2 separate regions of the Zea mays genome follow, and region 1 is linked to region 2. The links are chromatin contacts, called in public Hi-C maps. All regions are on one chromosome and are shown on one strand. The core of a region is the stretch at or near the end of the contact, and the rest is flanking DNA. Distances in the headings are between cores, read along the strand shown. Region 1 holds the start of LOC100283216. Region 2 holds the start of LOC100276947 (putative DUF593 domain containing family protein).

What was found. Hi-C and Micro-C count contacts between places; a contact is called where the count stands out from the background.
Region 1: a contact with region 2 is called in a Hi-C map of ear, with 5 times the contacts expected there. The contact joins the promoter of LOC100283216 here to the promoter of LOC100276947 in region 2. A contact is called at or near these places in 2 of 25 Hi-C or Micro-C datasets (ear and leaf).

What each region holds. Positions count from the first base shown.
Region 1 is chr10:45,239,553-45,244,886 of Zm-B73-REFERENCE-NAM-5.0, reverse strand. LOC100283216 reads left to right here and starts at 2,610. Exons shown (of 2, transcript NM_001156118.2): 1 at 2,610-2,799; 2 at 2,938-3,464. The coding sequence starts at 2,625. The coding sequence ends at 3,239.
Region 2 is chr10:44,607,690-44,612,525 of Zm-B73-REFERENCE-NAM-5.0, reverse strand. LOC100276947 (putative DUF593 domain containing family protein) reads left to right here and starts at 3,046. Exons shown (of 2, transcript NM_001165600.2): 1 at 3,046-4,204; 2 at 4,748-4,836. The coding sequence starts at 3,176. The coding sequence ends at 4,768.

The DNA of each region.
Region 1 (5,334 bases), core at 1,361-3,860, 630 kb before region 2:
TGCGCGGATTGGTGGAAGAAGACATTTCCCCCACGATTCGCGGTATGACGGCAAGGTCGCCGCACGGACGAGCAATTCCCCGCGTCCTGACGGCTCCCGATTCTCGCCGAGGCACGTATAGCTTTCCGCGCCCAGGCGCTTCTGGTTGACGGTGTGGCAGGGGCGAGATGGTGGCGCAGAGGGGAGTTCGCCGGGGGTGGATCTCCGCAGCAATGGCGCACGGCGGCGGCTTCCGCAATCTATGCAGGCGTGGCTTAGGTGGAAGGGTGAAGGTGGGAGCGAGTCCAGAGGAAGGCTGTGGCACTTGTAGGGCAGCTGGAAGGAGCCCCGGTCAACGATGCGGACACCGGAGACTTCGGCATGGCTGTTACGGAAGCGAAGGCTGAGTGTGCGGTCCCACACGTCGGCGTCCGATCCCGCGCGATGGGAGACAGACTAGGTGGGTCCGCCAGTCATCGTCATAAGGTTATGGCGCGGACGCGGAGTGAGGCAACTGTCGAGCGAGCCCCGCGAACCAGTGAGAGATTGAGAGCGGGCGCGACTCGTGCGGCTGCCTGGTGGGCCCCACGTGTCGGCGCCAATACGTTAGCTGGGCTGCGCGGAGGTAAGAGTAGGCGGGCCGAACAGGATGGTTTTGGCCCAAGTTCCTGTTTTAGCTTTTTTTTCTTTTTCTATTTTCCTTTTCTCCATTTCCAAATTCAATTTGAATTCAAATTTAAATTCAACCCTTGTGTCAAAATTTATCCTCATATTAAAGTACCATTTGAACATACTCAAAATGTGATGGACTTATTTATTTATAAGCTTATTTTGAGTTGTATTATATTCCTCTCTCTTTTTCTTTATTTTATTTCCAATTCTCTAAAGTGCACCTTTGGTTTAGGTTCAAATTCCCATCTCATTATTACATTTTTATTATTATTATTTTATTATTAATTGCACAAACAAGCAAAACTCCAATATGATGCATATTTTATGGTTGTGTCTTATTTAATTCTTTAAATGTGATTATTTCTATGAGGTAATGAGTGGATGGCAAAACACTTAATGAGACCAACTCTTATATAATTTTGTGTATTACACAAAGCATACAATGGTACTCATTGATTCAGAATCCACTGTTTTTTAACTTCCATTGCAATACCATTACACATGGGAACCAAATAGTACATTAGTTCTTGGTGAATGGTCTATTTGTCTCATCTCTATCCTATTGTGCTATGGTTCATTCTAGAATAATATCATAGTCTGCGCTCATCTAATGACATGTTTGTTTTATTCTCAATCCACGTAAATTGGATGAGATCGAGTAGGTTTAAATCCCTAGCATGTAAAAAATATTCTTAATTTCTTCCTATCACATTCAATCACATGGAACGAGAATAACGGCACAAGGCCTAACAATAACATGGTTTGCTTATTCGACCCTGATTGTAAGGCATCTTTGGTGCTTGGGTGTCATCTTGCTGGCCCTATGTTGCACTCGACTGTGACCGCTTGATGCCGTTACCAGAATACTAGCCATGTTCATGCCATCTGTGCCAAAATCCGATGCGTTGTTGCGCATCACCTTTCGTCCAGTTGGGATCTGTCTGACTATTTGCATCTTTTGTAGCAGAGATGAGGCAGAGTGTGGCTCCAATTGTAATCTAATCCCCAAAAGTACTCTTCTACGTAGCTTAACTGAGATTTGGAAATTCAATGCCTGCCTTTGTCTAAAAGACTGAAATCTTCACTGAAACGACCAGCTTTACCATCCCTTTCGCTCATTGATCTCACATTATCCTATTCAAATTTAAGAATGACTATGACTTTGTGAAACTTGTCGGCCAAATCGTTTTCAAACAGCTAGTCCATAGCCATGAGCTAGTCTTGTCGACTTGTCGTGCACCACTCAAATATTCAACTAATTTTCTTACATGTTATGCTGAAAAAAATATGCATATATACGTGTGGCCATCCTTTTCTTGTTCTTGATCTGCACTACAATTCACCGAAAACTACATATCGGAATGAAAAGAGTAGACAATCTGCATTGCAGTTCATCGGAAACTACATATCAGAATGAAAAGAGTAGACCATGTATCCGATCCCTCCGTTTGTACTAGTCAGTCACCGACAAAAAAAAATGAAATCCAGTTGGCTGTCTTTATCCTATATTGTGGTTGAGATCTGGCAAGTAGAGAGCAAAGGCCATGGTCCATGGAGCACCAAGCAAAAATCTGCACCCACCACATGCAACAAAGCCACCAAATCTTTTCCCTAGCACCACATTTGCTGGCATTGAAACAAAAGAAAAAACATAAGTGCCAGAATCAGCAACCTTTGCTGGGATTTAGGTCCCATTAGACTTGGACAGTCCCTAATGACCCTAATTTTATTTTTTTAATACTATATATAACCCATTGGTGTGTAACAAGAACAAAAGAACGGATCGATTCACGTGGTTTTCTGATCTTTTTTCAGAATGTCTGCCGTCGAGAATAAAAGGTACAACGGAATCAGGTGCCGTGTTGCCAAATAAGTTGCTTGCCTTATCTTGGCAGCTGCAGCTACTACTCTGCAGACTGCAGGAGTTATAAGAAGAGTCTCCGGCCACACTCCGCGTCAGAGATTCAGAGCTGATGAACTGCTTCTGGTGTCCTGTACATCTCAAGATGAAAAAAAGCACCACCGTCCTCGCCATCTCCATCTTGGTCCTCTCCCTTGCCTCCCAGTTCTCATGGTGTGCAGAAGCAGCTGAGGGAAGCGCCGGAATTTCCACAGAGCCTGATCTCCAGGTGCAAGAACAAGTGCACGGTCAGTTTTGCTGTCTTTTTTTCTCTCTTCATTGGTGCCTGAATCGTTGCCATGCATGATTGGGCAAATTATTCTCCGGACTTTACAGAATAACATGACTTTGATTAAGAAACTGGTTGGTTTGTTCATGAACTGAAGGCGATATGAAAAACCGCCTGGAAATGCAGGGTCGCAACCGGAAGCTTGGCCATGAGGTGACCACAGTGGAGTTGAAGCATCACAGGAGGATTACCAGTGGGCACAAGGGTGGCAGCGCGGGTGGAGGCGCCGGCGCCGGTGCCGCGGGCGCAGGCACGGGTGGGCATAACGTGGGCGGCGGGGGCGCCGTGACGAGGCCGCACAGCTCCAAGAACGGCGCGGCGGCGCTCCCAGTGCCGGTGTCGTCCGTCCTGACGCTGGCCTTGGCCTGCGGAGTTGTTCTGTCAGTCATGAGCTACTGATGAGATGAAACTCTCGTCTTCCCGGAGCCGATCGGTATCTCCGAGCCGATTTTACGGGTATTGGTGCGATAGTTTCTCGATTTGTTCGTTGTAACTTGTATATCATATCATCATGCAGTGGTGAAAACCGGACGGATGCTGACGGATGTAGCTGTCATTATATATCTATCGTAATGTATTTCTCGCGAATACAGAATCAATACAGTTATTTAAAATTGGAACACATGATAAGACCGGTTAATAATTCAAGCGGATATATAAAGAATATTTGTCGGATAATCCATACTAACCATCCAACAAACAAGTAAAATAATAATCATATACATGATAGTTTAAACATAGAAAAATAAACCAATAATTGTTGGATAGTTCTCCTTTTTTAAATCTAGTTGCTATTAAGCGACATTTTGAAACAAAGGTTTCATCTCGTCCAATATTCCTGTCTTTAAACCTATATTCATTCCATTAGTTTGTTTCTCTTGGCCTTCTTTTGTGCATTTTTCTTACATTATAAACGCATGCTACCCCTATATGAACTTCCTGATATGTTAGTATCAAGCTACCGGATACGCAACTGTGAATATGTAGCTTTGGACACGTAAGGCTGGCTGCAGCGGTCGCTGTAGCTAGGGGTAATAATGGGCTCTAAATTTTATACTATAAGATTTAAGAATATGATGAGATTAAGATCGGGCACTATTTATTTTCATTTTTGAACTAAAATTTATTTAGGACCTGTTGAGCACCAATTTGAGCCGGCAGACGGTCCGCGCCTGTGGGCCGGACGGTCCGTGCGTGCACAGAGTAGTTTAGGGTTCCGAGTTTTGTGCTACGGTTGTTAGCTAGATTGACAGAAATAACTCAAAAATTAGTTTGTAAAGGGTCCAGCCCCCCTCCTCTATAAATAGAGAGGTATACGGTCGATTTGTGATCATCAATCGAACCTTCAATCAATACAATTTACATTTATTCTTATGAGTAGTTCTAGTCTAGTTCTAGTTTAGCCTCTCAATCCCCAAATTCTCCGCTTCTCTTCGACTCTACGTCGATTAGAGGAGTCTAGATCGGCCTGCCGAGCCTAGACAACTCCTAGGATCTCTCCTCCCCGACGGGGTCCCTCCCAGGAGCGAGATCCAGGCTCCGCCGACGATCTTCCGCCGCCCCTGAGCACGCGCGGACCGTCCGGCCCCAGGGCGCGGACCGTCCAGTCATCAGGCAGGAAACCCTAGCCTCGCGCCAGGCCATGGACCGTCCGCCCCTGCGCAGAGAGCACCGCCGCTGGTTCGTGTTGAGTGATTGACGCCCTAAAAAGGTGTCAACAGGACCCTAATATTTTGTGAAGAAACATTTAGATTGTAATTAATTACTCCCTCTAGCTGCAACACGCCCTCTACACCATGTTAGGGGTAGGAGATCATGTAGTGGTGCTCTCTATCCTCACCTCTAAACGGCAGCAATTTCCTCTTTCCCTCTTGTCTAGGTTATTCTCTCTCCTCCCCTTAAATCATGTTATACTCTAAACTATGAATTAAACACAAGACTAAACATAAAATGAATATATATACCATTTTAAACTATAAAAAATACATATGTAAAGAAACTTTTCGGCGTTTCGACCCCGCGGGGTCCCTGGACCGACGAGTAAATTTGTCGCTGCGCGTCCCAGCCCAGATGGGTTGGCGTGAGATGGAACACAAGGAGGAAAACGCGACTCGTGTTATCCCGCGCCAGGGGAGTGTGCTCGTAGTAGGGGTTACAAGCGTTCGCGGGAGAGAGAGAGAGTGAGCCTTTTCGTTAGCTCGTTCTCCCGCGCGACCTCCCCGCATGAAGGCCCTGGACCTCCCTTTTATAGATGCAAGGAGAGGGTCCAGGTGTACAATGGGTGGTGTAGCTAGGTGCTAACGTGTCTGGCAGGGAAGTGTCTGAGCCCTGTGTACATGCCAACGTGGCTGTCGGAGAAGTGCTTGAGCCATGCGTAGGTGATAACGTGGCCGTCGGAGAAGTGCTTGAGCCCTTTAGAAGCACAGTTGTCGGTGCTGCTGGGATCTTGCTGACGTCTCCTTGCTTCCGTAGGGGGCTGAGAACCACCGTCGTC
Region 2 (4,836 bases), core at 1,797-4,296:
CTGGTATGCCACCTCGCCTCGCACATTAGTCAATGGGTCATGGTGAGATCGTTATGGGTCGTGCCACTTAAGTTAGGTTGAGGCACAACACTATTACATACCGGGCCATACCAGGCCGGCACGTGGGCCTGAGAATGAGCCCAAGCACGACACTGTGACCCTTATCTGGGTCGTGCCGGGCTGTAGTGCCGGGTCGTGCTGCTGAGCTATGCTGGCCCAAGGCTCGTCCCATATAGTGGCTGAGGAAGCCAGGAGGATCTAGGATCCAAAATAACAGGAATAACAATAGCATGAAGTATAGTCTGCTATATAGTAATCGATAGGAACAAGTGAACAACAAGAGTACAGAGCTTGCAGCAATCAACCAACCACAATTTTGATTCATAATAACGGTATACCATATTACATATTAACATATTCTAGTGACTTAGAAGGATAGCAGAAACCGGCAAGCCAACAACCATAGTTCAGATTTCAGAATAACAGTTCCATGAAATAGATTTCATCACAGTTTTGGATGACCAAACTTTAAAAAGAGTTGTTATACATAACCAGATAAGTGAAATATTAACAACTAACTTGTTGTTGTTCATATAATTTGTTGTAAAGCAATTGCTATTCATCTAATCTGTTGCTCTAGCAGTTCTAAAGCAATTGGTAATCTAGATTTGATCCCAAGTCAAAAAGCTAGTACCCAAGCAACTACTATTCATCTAAAGGCAGTGGATGTACCGTGTGGAGACGATGATGGCGACAACGGTGGAGTTGCTTCACGGATCGTTGAACACTAGCACAAGCAGACTGTTTGCGTGCGGCGGAAGATATCCCACCACCCCTGCTCATCATCGTCGGTGTTCATGTCGAAGGGCGAAGGCGCAGGCATAGCACGCAAGGCGCCGATGTTGGCTGTAGTCCGATCCGAGGCCTGGGTACTCCACTCGTCGTTGTTTATGGCTCGATGTCTAGGCCCAAGGACGACCGCCGACCACTGAGTGCTCGAAGCCTTGGATGGACGGATTCACTGGAAGGTGGCACGATGGCACTCAGGTAGGGTATTGCACAACTGCTGGCCTGCTCTTTGGCAAGTGGGGAGTTGGGGACTAGGGGAATGGATGTCCAGACCGTCGGGTGCCGATGGGGGACGAGCGGTAGACGTCGGGAATTCGACGAGGTGTGTGGAGCTGAGGCGTTGAGCTAGGACCTGGGAGAGGAACAATAATGCAGGAGTGCTGGACGCCACGCCAGGGACGGGCAGACGGTCGTCGGCCGCCAGCCGCTCGGGACGAGGACGAGTTGGGACTAGGAGTTGGGAATTAGGGTTAGGTTTTTTTGACCCACGGTCTCACGGAATTTATGCACTGCTCTACGACTGTGACTACAGTCTACAGCCTGGTGCCTCGTGGGCCATGGGCGGCCTCCTCGGTTTCTCGTCTTCTCGTGGATATTTGTTGGTTCGCGAGTTGTGTGGGTTCTTACCGTATACGGGCTGTAAACAGGCCGTGTCGGATCGTGCTGGGTAAATGGGTCAACCGGGCTAGGTACCGAGCTAAATGGGCCATCATAAATCATGCCATGCTTGGGTCGTCCAATGGGCTTGTTCCTAAGCCCAGGTATGCCCCATGATGGCATCTGACCGGTCCGACACTATACTAATCGTGTTGTGTCGTGTTCTTGTCGTGCAAAAATGGTCGTGTTTCGTGCTGACCCATTTTATAGCCACGAACAAAACATACCTTTAGCCCGACCTATCTAACCACTTATACTGCAATCCTACTTAGACCGCGTTTGGTTACACCATATTATCAGAATCTGCACCATACACGTAATCCAAAAAAATCCAACTCAAGCTTGATTTTTGTGGATAGTCTCTAGCAGCACATTGGGCCTGTTTGGCTCAGGTTTTTTTACCAGCTTTTCTGAGAATCTGGCTATTGAGAGAATCTAGTTGTGTGGAGAATCTGAGTATCGTGGGGATTACGTGCGGAGGAAGATGAAGTAGTTTAAATAATTCAGGATCTAAAAAGCGACATATTCCTACTATCGTGACGACTCGACCGATTTTGTGTTCATGTTGATTTTGGACGGTTTTTACAAAGCGATTTCGTATGGGGTGTTTGGCGGTCTGCAACAACTTTTAGTGGTCAGAAGCTAAAAAATGCCCAAACAAATAGAGCTATTATCTAAGGTAAAAAATCTGCTACATTTACTAGCTAGATTCTGATTATCCATACGAACTAAACACTTATCTGACACAAGAGACGCACGGTCGCATTCCAATTGAAAAAAAAACATAGGGCCACGTGGTAGTTGCCGACTGTCTATCGGTGTCGCTGGCTCCATCCTTAGGCCCATCGCGCCGGCCATCCCACCCTTGGCCTTGGCTTTGGTTTACCTGGGACGGCCGTTTAAAAACAAAGTGGCCCCGTCTAAATCCATTGAAACAGATAAATATATGTGAGGCCCACAGTTGCTACCGAGTTGACTAAGATTCAGTTTTTATTTTAATTTAAATTCTTCATAATTTATTTAGGGCCAGGCTGACAGATTCTGGAGGAACTGGGACATAATTGTGCTGGCTAATGTGATTTAACAAATCAGGGAAATTATTTAAACAAAATTGAATGGGTACCTTATGTATGGAGGCAATGGATTAAAAGCCTCTCTTTGAGCTTTCTTCTTGTCGCTTTCGCAATGTCAGTTAACAAAATGATTTGTTTATACAACAAGTATAGCTTTCCTTGCTCCTAAAGTTGCCAATTATTGACGCTTGAAGATCACTCAACATCCTCGTCGGAAAATCGGAGCTTCCGGCGTCCGTTCCGCTTCAGCAACACTATCTCTCTCAAAGGTTGGTGCCTTGTCTGCCTGGTCGCGTTTTTTTCTTCTTTCGGATTTGGGTAAACACACGGTAATCCGTACTTTGTGGACTCACCAACTCCACGTTACACAACCCAGCCAAAAAGCAAGATTTGTCATAATCCTTTGAGCCTAAATCATTTATTTATTTTTGGTTTCTCTGAAGATTCGGTTCTTCCCAGAGGTGTGCAGCCACTGTTGTATTGAATTTGACATTTCTGTGTCCGTGCAAATCCTTTTTCCTCTCTTAATCGCTTGATTGAAATCAGTTACTAGAGACTAGACGCTCTGAAGGTCCCGTGGCCGTGGATGCGAATCGATGGCCGGGGTTGAGGAAGAAGGCGAGGTGGCGGCCCTGCGGGAGGCCCTGAGGCAGCAGGTGCAGGCCGTGGAGGAGCTGCGGGCGGAGCTGGAGGAGGAGCGGCAGGCGGCGGCGTCAGGAGCCGATGAGGCACTGGCTATGATCCTGCGTCTGCAGGCGGAGAAGGCGGCGGAGCGTATGGAGGCGGAGCAGTTCCACCGGGTGGCCAAGGAGCGGATCCAGTATGATGAGGACACGCTGGCTTTCCTCAGGGCCGTCGTCTTCCACCAGGAGATGGAGATCAGCTCGCTCAACCGCAGGCTGCTCGCCGTCCACGCCACCGGGGACGATCCCCTTTCGCCGGCAGTCGATCTCCCCTGGCTGAGGAAGCTGGCCAAGAGCGGCGTGGCGTCCAGGAGGAACGCGTCCCTCCCGGCGGCACACCTGGAGGAGCTCTGCTCGGAGCTCGACGTCGTCGTCGACACGGACGCCGACAAGAAGAGGGTGGGCGACCGGAGGCCAGCAAGGACGGTCTCGGACATCGGCGAGGTGATCAGCAGGGAGAAGGAGTGGGCGACGAGACCCAATCAGACGGCGCCAACGCCCAGGCTGTACCGGTCGGCCTCACACTCCCACGGCCTCCCCCGGCGCGCGACGTGCTGCTCCGCGCAGTGTGGCGTGCGCTCCGCAGGCCGGGCCTCGCCAGAGATCATCGCCGAGGAAGACGAGAAATCGTGCAAGAGCAACGCCGCACTGGAAGCCGACATCGAGCAGATCAAGGCCACCGTGCTGTCTCTCCACACCGACCTCACAAAGCTAAGAGAATCCACCTTGTCCATGGCAGACGCACATTCCCAGATACTAGCCGAGATCCACGCAAAGCTCGACGGCGTCACGCCGCGGCGACAGACGAACTTCGAACCAAGGTCTGAGCTGCTGCTGAAGAAGGCCACCAGAGGAGGCAGCAGCAACAGTTCTTCGTCTTCCAAGGAGCAGAGCTACCAATACCAGTGGCAGGCTGACGTGCTGATGAACCATTTCATTGAGGTACGTGGTCTCACCTTCTCTGCTACTACCGTTGTTAGACCTCTGATGAAGGCCGCTGCATCCATGTCACTGTTTAGGTGCCTCTTGATTTTGGGCTTGGCCGTCGCGATTAGAAAAGTTTTGATTAACTCCTAACGTGTAAGCAATGCCATGGTCAGTTCTGTCAGTGCAAAATTTGTTTTTGCTGTTTTTATTAGCTCTTTATTTAATCAGGCATTGTAATAATAATATATAGCATCTCTTCTGAGATGAACGAAAGGTGAAACAATAATTTGCGGCCTTTTTTTACCTCATCGTTATTATTATGTTACTTAAGAAACATTCGGTAGCATGCCAAATCAATGCACGACTGCTTGTTTGAAACCTGTTTTTCCTATAATGCACACGATACGTGAGCCAACGAAGGATTTTCATTATTTTTGATCATACGGGATTTTTATTATTGTTTTTGTAGATGGATTTTAATTGTTGTTAGCTTCAGGCTATGAGGTAATTGGCTTTTGGGTTGTTGGATTGCGTCTTCTGAATTATCTGTCTCAACAGGCAGTGATGTGCATAACGTGAGAACTGAAGATCTAAACGATATCTATTGGTGGTGAAGATTTTCAGGTGTGAGTAAAAGATTGATTATT